2 separate regions of the Zea mays genome follow, and region 1 is linked to region 2. The links are chromatin contacts, called in public Hi-C maps. All regions are on one chromosome and are shown on one strand. Each heading gives the region's core, a stretch centred on a gene start, on an enhancer-like site or on the middle of the called end of the contact. The rest is flanking DNA. Distances are from core to core; before and after follow the strand shown.

Region 1 (4,249 bases), core at 1,506-4,005, 370 kb after region 2:
TGCATTCCATCTGGTATTGGCAGATGCATTACTCCTCCCATCAGGGAGCTATAGTAGCGATACAATTTGATCCCACGTACTGTCCGGGACATAATTAGTTGCACTCCCACTACCATTTGCCACTGCAAAAGCTTGATGAAGCAAATCGACAGCCTTGGAGACATCAGGTACTACCGGAGAACTTACCAAAGCCCCTTGACGCTTACCAGCAGCGCAGGTTGACACAACTAGAGATGGCAACGGGTACAAACCCGCTGGGTTTTGCCGTCCCAAACCCGTACCCGTGAAAAATTTCTATGCCCATTGAAAAACCCGTACCCATGACGGGTTTGAGATTTTGCCCAAACCCGTACCCATCGGGTTAGCGGGTACCCATGGGTTACCCGCGGGTTTGATCTCTAATATACTTGTTCTTCTCATAATCAATAAGTATCGTAATGATTAATGATATCATGATCCAAAATCTATGTAATGAACAACGAGTTCATGATTTGGTATAAAAATTATTAGTAAAAAGAATGAAATATAAATAATAAGTTGTATAATTAAGTAACCTTGCACTAAGTTATCTATCCACCACATATATAACGCTAGTAAAAACTATAATAGCAAGCAAGCAACACTCTCACCGACTACTGATACATTAACCGATTGATAAAAAATACGAAGTAAATAAGGAATAACAAGTTTATTGTTCGTTTATAAAATAAAATGATAATATGCACTAGGTTTGGTCGGGTTTAAAAAACCCACGGGTTCACGGGTTTGGGTACTATAGGAACAAACCCGTACCCATAAACCCGTCGGGTATAGATTTATGCCCATTAACAAACCCATGGGTATGAAAATTGACCCAAATCCGTACCCTAATGGGGTAAAAACCCATCGGGTTTCGGGTTTCGGGTACCCATTGCCATCTCTAGACACAACCCCTCCAGGTACAGACCTTCTGTGGCTCCCTCCATCTCTGATTTGAACATGAGCAGCTCTATCCCCGATGATCCGGCCCCTAGTCGATGTTCCCCTTCCACCGCGCCAAAAGCTGTGACGTCCACGACCTCCTCCCCGACGCATCAAGGACTGGTCACCTCCTCCATAACTGGGGTGGAACATTGGCTGATTTCCGCCCCGGCCAAAGCCGGATCCCTGTCCCTGACCAGCGACAAAGCCACCTGCTCCACCGTGCTGTTGATGACCTGAAGCATACCCGCTTGCACCCCCGGATTGCTGATGGTCTCTACCACTGCCATGGCCTCCAAGATCACTGCCAAGCACCATTGTATGCCTTGCTGCGTCCACGTATGAGATGGTGGCTGACTTCCTGAGAGTTGAATGAACTACCCGAGCACTAGTCACCCAGGTGCCCGTACGTGCAAAAAGGGAAGCCAGCCCTGGCGTAGGTCTGTAAGGAATTCCAGGGCTGAGTTTCAGCTGCTGGGCTCTCCCAAATCTACGCCTACCATACACATACAAACTATGGCTCCTTGTATCCGGAAATGAAGATGTGAGCGATTCCTGCAGATTTGCCCGATCTCCAGCCTTTCCAAATAAACAAGGAAGCAAATTTGAAGCTGCCTCCGGCGGCCCCACTAACACAGCCGTACATTCCGCCTTCTTCAACCCTTGAACACGACGCCCATCGTCGTAACTTGGTTTCCGGCGCTCTTGCGCCATTGATAGGACATCTCCAAGTGTGAGCTTCGGCGAACACCGTGGCGATGGCAACTTGCCCTGCCATGGCTTCACCTTACTCCTAGAAGAAGAGGTCAAAGGAGGAGGATGAAGCGGACTATGAACAGGCGTCCGCATAGGTCCCGACCTGCAGACCCCCACTGCGCATTCACCAACGGACTGCAACGTCTCCATCCACTCGAACTTTGCCGGAGCTGAGTCCCATCCCGGTTTACAGCCACCACCTCCAGCCGCAGAAACATTACCCAGATCAGGCAGCGGAGATGCAGAACACGCTGGCGAAGAACACGTACTGGTAACCTCTCCATGATGGGCACCAGTAACATTTTCCGCATGCAACAAATTCTCCGTTCCACCGCCAAAGCACGAATGCCATCTGCTTCTGTAGGCGCAAGCGTTTTCCGGCGACAACCCTTCCGCGCGTATGTGACCAGACCTTGCTGTCGCATGATACTGACCCTAGACCGACCCCCGTCGAGAGGCAGGCCACAATGGCCGACCTTAACGGCGACCGCCCACCTGACTACCTTGAGAAAGACACTTACCTGACCGTCCAGATCGCGAGTAACCTTGTCGCGAGCGCGGCCGCTGACGGTGGAAGCCGAGACAGAGCGACGGACGACGACGACGCGACCTTTGATGGTTGCAATATAGTGTTGAAATGACTAAATTAAAATAAAAAAATTATGTATGACCAGGATCACAAATAAATTACAAGACCTTTTTTCATAACATAACAATATAACACATATTTTATATATAAGTTATCGTAGTATTATATGTTTCCGTTGTAAAGCATTATCACTCACCTCGTCGAGTTACATGGCTAGTCTAATGGAGAATTATTTTACTGTTGAGTATTTAAAATTTATCTTAACAAACCATTTAACTAGTATTTTGGAGATACTTCAGTGAATTTTAAAGTTGTTTTCGGAGATGCTCTAAACTTTAGAAAAAGAAACAAATCGCAAGCCCTTCCAACTTCCCGGCGTCACGCGGCTATTTTGAGGGCTTCTGGCGGGCTTCATCCCAGCAAAATCGCCACTCAACCTTTCGGGTTCAAGCTTCCACCCCAAAGGAAGCGGCGCGTGGTCGCTGGCGATGGCGGCGGGGACTATCTCCCGCATCCGGCTAGAGAACTTCATGTGCCACTCCAGTCTCCACATCGAGCTCGACAAGCACGTGAATTTCATCACCGGCCAGAACGGAAGTACGCCTCCCAAACCCTACCCCCGTCCCTCTCGCCATTTATCGCGGTGCCTCCTGACGCATGGTGCTCTTCTCTTCTCCTACGACGTGGCGTTGCAGGCGGGAAGAGCGCCATCCTTACGGCTCTCTGCGTCGCCTTTGGCTGCCGTGCTAAGAACACCCAGCGCGCCGCCTCCCTCAAGGATTTCATCAAGACCGGCTGCAGGTTGCGTTGGCCTTCTCTCTTTGCCGCCATTCTTTCTTTTAGCCCTGATTTTTTTAGTTACTGATTTTCTAAATAAATAGTTAAATCCGTTTTAGGGCTAACAACCTTTGTGGACTTCCGTTACTGCGTTGAGCTGTTTGACTCTCGTCCGTAGATGTGACTAATAGATACATATGAGTGATGATTATGGAGAACTGCAAATATTGTGCCACACACCTACACCTAGTTTATTTTCAATATGCTCTCAAGTTCAAGGCCTTTGCAATGTATTGCATCTGAAAAATGTAAAGATATTTTCTCGACTGTTTTCATGCATATAGTGGATTCTTAATATGCCACACATATTCTTCACCATACAACCTTCCACTTAAGGTTCCGTGGCCCCTGTTTGCAACCAGCTGTAACCTGGTCTATTATTTTCATCTTCTCTACTACTACAGCTATGCAGCAATTACTGTGGATATTAATAACCATGGGGAAGATGCGTTTAAGCCTGAAGTATACGGGGACACTATTATATTGGAACGCAGGATTACTGAATCAGCTAGTTCTACAGTTTTGAAGGATCAACATGGTAAAACTTCCTGTTCTAGCGTTCCTGATTGTCGGTTGTGTTCGTCTATTGTAAGGGACATTTCTTGGGTGAATTTACTGCCACCAAGTTGTCAATTATTGCTTGTGTTTTCATTCTAATAGATTGTGCCATTTGCTTTAACATTATTGAGTTTTAGAGGTTATTAATTTAAAAACTCGGCCAGTAGGGGAAAGACCGCCCCCCATGGTATTATATTAAGAAGGAGCTCAATCAGCGCCCCGACCGAGAAAGGTCACGAAAGCTGCCCCTCCATGCAACATGATGGTCGTCCCATATAGACCAGATCTTTACTCGTGCTTTGAGCCTTTCCAGCCTCTACACACGGATCCACCCCCTATAGGCCAGTTCATCTCGTGTGCACACAACCAGAGGAATCAACAAATGACCTTTTAACCTCAGCCTGAAATTCGCTCCCACTGGGATTCAAACTCAAGACCTAAGGAGTGCTACTCAGACCACCTAACCAACTTAACTACAGGCCCTTTCGCGAGATCATTAATTTAAACCGTTGTCTTTATCTAGTCACTTGTAAGGTTGGTTTACAATAG
Region 2 (3,828 bases), core at 448-2,947:
AAATACCTTTTAACCCTAAATCTTATAAAGAAATATTTATAAATCTTAGAATAGGATTTTGGGTGTTACAAATCCCCAAACATGAAAGTTGCTTACATTTGTTACTCTATCACTTTGATACATACACTTTTGACTAAAAGTGCATAGAACTCAAAATCACGCAATAGGGCACTAATTAGGGTTTTAGGGTTCCAAATTAGGGTTTAGAGTGTTCTAGGGTACATGTGGCACTTAAGCCCTCTAAGTTTAACCTTTCTTGAACATTTCTACTAACTTTTGAGATCATCATCTAGTGCTCATCTCACAAGTCCACATGCTTCTAATCCTTGGGGAGATACTCTAACCTAGGATCAAGGGCCCCTTTGACCAAGTCAGATCATCACAGATGTTTGTTTTGATATTTTAGCCTAGTGGATGCATCCTAGGTGTATCATACATAATGAAATGTCAATGCATATGATGTCATGCCAAAGTTTTAGTTCTCGTAACACCAGGAGTGTTACACTTGTCCTACCCAAGACAACCATGATCTAATCTAAAGTTAGTTACTTAACATGTTAGTTAATCCTAGTGAAATAGATTAGACCCTACCCTTATAGACTTGTTTTAACCTAAATTAGTGCCCTAGACCAACTTGGCCATGGAAAACGACCTAACCAACATGTTCATGATGACCACCTATTCCAACCTAACATCAAAACAGATATTGACCTACTTAATGTAGTCTATACTACTCACAGTTATCTTAGCCATATGTCTCTAACTTTGATGGTAACACCAAGCCCCCAAGAAGGAAGAGAAATCAACCTAGTCAAGGAAGGATATAGAAGTCAAAGCAGATCTCGAGATGAATCAAGAACTCAACACTTCACCTGGAGTCTTTCTTGGCCCAAAAGCTTTCTTACCGAACTTATCCTTGCTCTAACCATGACTCCTCCTGCCTAACAACTGGCTAGACACAATTTGGTAAACACCTCTAATCAATGTTAAGAAAAAAACACAAACAAACTAATCCGCAAACCAAACTAATTATGCTCCTTTGTCTTACTAATCTTGAGGGCAAGATTATTTTTAAGGGGGTAGAATTTGTAACGCCCCAAAATTCTACTTCGAGATCTAGGAGATGGTATTCCAAGATTTAAATAAAAGTCTTTTATAATCAGAGATTAAATAAAATACCCTCATATAACTTAACCGGCCTTTGTTGAATATTATGATTAGAGATATCCTCCAAAAGAATTAAGTTAAAAAATAACTTAATAAATATAATACACTAGAAAATCCTCTCTCTTAAATAAATATGAACATAATTTTAAATTGGCATACATTCAAGAGTAATAAGTATTCTATAATATGTATTGTGTATTTGGGCATTTCATACTTGAATCATTTGCTCCAATAATTGAATAAAATAAATAATATAAATAAATTTGCATTCCATGTCGGTATTTATTTGTTTGTGATACATTTAAGTGGAATGAGGAATACTAGTTTAAATTTAAATTCAAGATTTTAAGTTAAAATAAAAAAGGTAAAAAAGTGTAAAACAGAAAATAAGTAAAGGAAAAAAGAGAGAAAAGGGCTCCTACCAGCGCCTGGGTTGAATCCCTCTAGCAGGCCTACTTCCCCACCGCGTGCACGGCCTAGTTTTTCACCCAATGCACAACACAGCGGGTCGGCGTTGCATATGTGATTGCACTGATGTCCGGGGTCCACAGTGCAGCCGCAAGCCCTCACCCCTGTTCGCGCTCGGTTGATGCCAGGTGGGCCAATCCTGTCAAGTCTCTCCCTCGGGTCGTTGCGGCCCCGGCGCAAACCTTGGATCACCGTCGACTTGCGCGCGATTACAGCGGGCGCCTCAACTGACTCTCCACTGAGGCCATAAATTCGTGCATTGGATCTCGTCCCCTCCTTTCCCTTTCATCAATCCTAATCCCCATAAGGGCTTGTTTGGATAATCTGATATTGAAGTGGATTGAGGTGGTATGTGGTGTATTGGAGTGTAATATGAACTAATTTTTTTTCAATCCCCTTCAATACACCTCAATCCACTTCAATCCCACTATAACCAAACAAAGCCTAAGGGCATGTTCGGTTACAGTAATCTAGAGGGGGATTGGAGGGGATTAAATCTCCTCCTAGTCAAAAATAACTAGGCGGGGATTTAAACCCCTCCAATCCCCCTCTGGATTGGTGTAACCGAACAAGCCCTAACCGGTATCGAGAGAAAGAAGGAGAGAGTGTGCCCCTTCGTCAATTCGGTCCCACACCGCCGAGGAAGCCTCGATCTACGGCGTCGTACAGTCAAGGAGGGCGGTGCTGAGCTTTGTCATCGTGTGGAGGAGCTACGTGTAGCATTATCAAGCGGAGCCTCGACCATCTCCCACAAAAACTGCTCGCTTGAGTGATTGGGGCGCCGCGGATCCGCCCCTCGTCGTGGCCAGAACTCACCACTACTCGGGCATCGGTAATGACCCCTCCATGTTGTTCGTGTTGTTATATACTCTGTGTGGGTGTTTGCGATCTAGCTTGGAGGGCTCTGGTGTGATTGCTGGTGTGCTCACTGGGCAACGCCACCACGTGAAGCTCCGCTTTACCGCTCTCTTTCGAGGGAGTTGCTGTCACGGAACCTAGGCCCACCTACAAATGTCCTCATCCTAAGGACCTCAGACAGTCATACAGGTGCGCACAATGACTCGATACTGCATAATGACTCGATAGGTTCGGTTATCTGTATCTCCATCATATCTCTCAGAAGCGCTTAACCCATAACATAGACATTACACATCATCGGAGTAAGCGGAAAGGATTACAATAACATAATTTACATTCATAAGTAAAATATAGAAAGAGTTGATTATTACATATCCGGGTACTGAGTGCTTAAACTTATTATTATTACATCATAGGAAGGCAAAACACATTCCCTAGGTAAGTCTTAGTTCTCCTCCTCCTGCTTGGGAACCACCTTGGAACAGAAACAACAGAACTCAGTAGTTTCATCACCTACAGCAACATGGGTTTGAAAACCCTGAGTACGGAGTGTACTTTCGCAAGTCTTACCCGTCAAAGGAGAAGACTCTCAAGGATATGCTGGCCTTTGGGAATCAAGGTAAAGCTTATCAAGATTCAAAGACTCTTTTGCAAAAAAGCTTACTATGAGTGGATCCTTAAGAATTCATTTTACTTATCAAGTTAAGTAGTTATCAGCATCTAGATTTCTTTCTATTATAGATCAAGCACTTGACCTAAACTAGCCATCTTTTTATCACCCCTTCAGTTCACATGTTGCTACGTGTAGGTCAGTGACCAAGTCTTCATGTCCGAGAAGTAACGGTGATCCGAATCGATTAATACCCAACTGGGGATCTCCAACCACATGACATATGTAGCACTTAAACCTTGCATATGTCAACTCGCACTCGGGTTTCTCAAGACCAAAATGGGTTCATGCCAACCGAGAGCACAAATACTCCACCGTCCAGCTTCTTGCCACGGAGGGTACACGCTTCTCTCGCCATCTCTCCACTCCCATTGCGTGGTAGCCTTTTTGGTATTGGTCCGACCAAGGCAAAGCTTACCCATGACGAGGCATATGGCCAGTTAAACGGTCCTCGATCAGCCGGACTACATCGGCTCGGTCCTTAAGCGACTCAGACGGAGACATTACACCGAGACTTCCTTCTCGTGCAAATCACCCGCCTGGTCTCGTCTTTATCATTTAAAACCCAAAGTTTAGTACCTGGTAGAGGTAGTTCTTTTCAGATGTTGAACCCATCACTGTCGCGATGGATCCACCATCATAAGTCCTTTCTTTGTAAAAATTTC

What was found. Hi-C and Micro-C count contacts between places; a contact is called where the count stands out from the background.
Region 1: a Hi-C map of ear shows a contact between it and region 2, with 3 times the contacts expected there. The contact joins the promoter of LOC100383441 here to the enhancer-like site in region 2. A contact is called at or near these places in 2 of 25 Hi-C or Micro-C datasets (ear and leaf).

What each region holds. Positions count from the first base shown.
Region 1 is chr7:85,589,238-85,593,486 of Zm-B73-REFERENCE-NAM-5.0, forward strand. It overlaps LOC100383441 (Structural maintenance of chromosomes protein 6B), which reads left to right and starts at 2,756. Exons shown (of 28, transcript NM_001176091.1): 1 at 2,756-2,902; 2 at 3,001-3,106; 3 at 3,547-3,680. The coding sequence starts at 2,794.
Region 2 is chr7:85,219,639-85,223,466 of Zm-B73-REFERENCE-NAM-5.0, forward strand. No RefSeq gene overlaps it. Among protein-coding and RNA genes, the nearest start is that of LOC103632526, 75 kb to the left of the region's middle. Within about 2 kb of position 1,698, at least 15 of the 20 cell types and tissues checked have an H3K27ac peak or open chromatin away from gene starts, as enhancers often do. A contact at or near this core is called in ear and leaf, where this site is marked.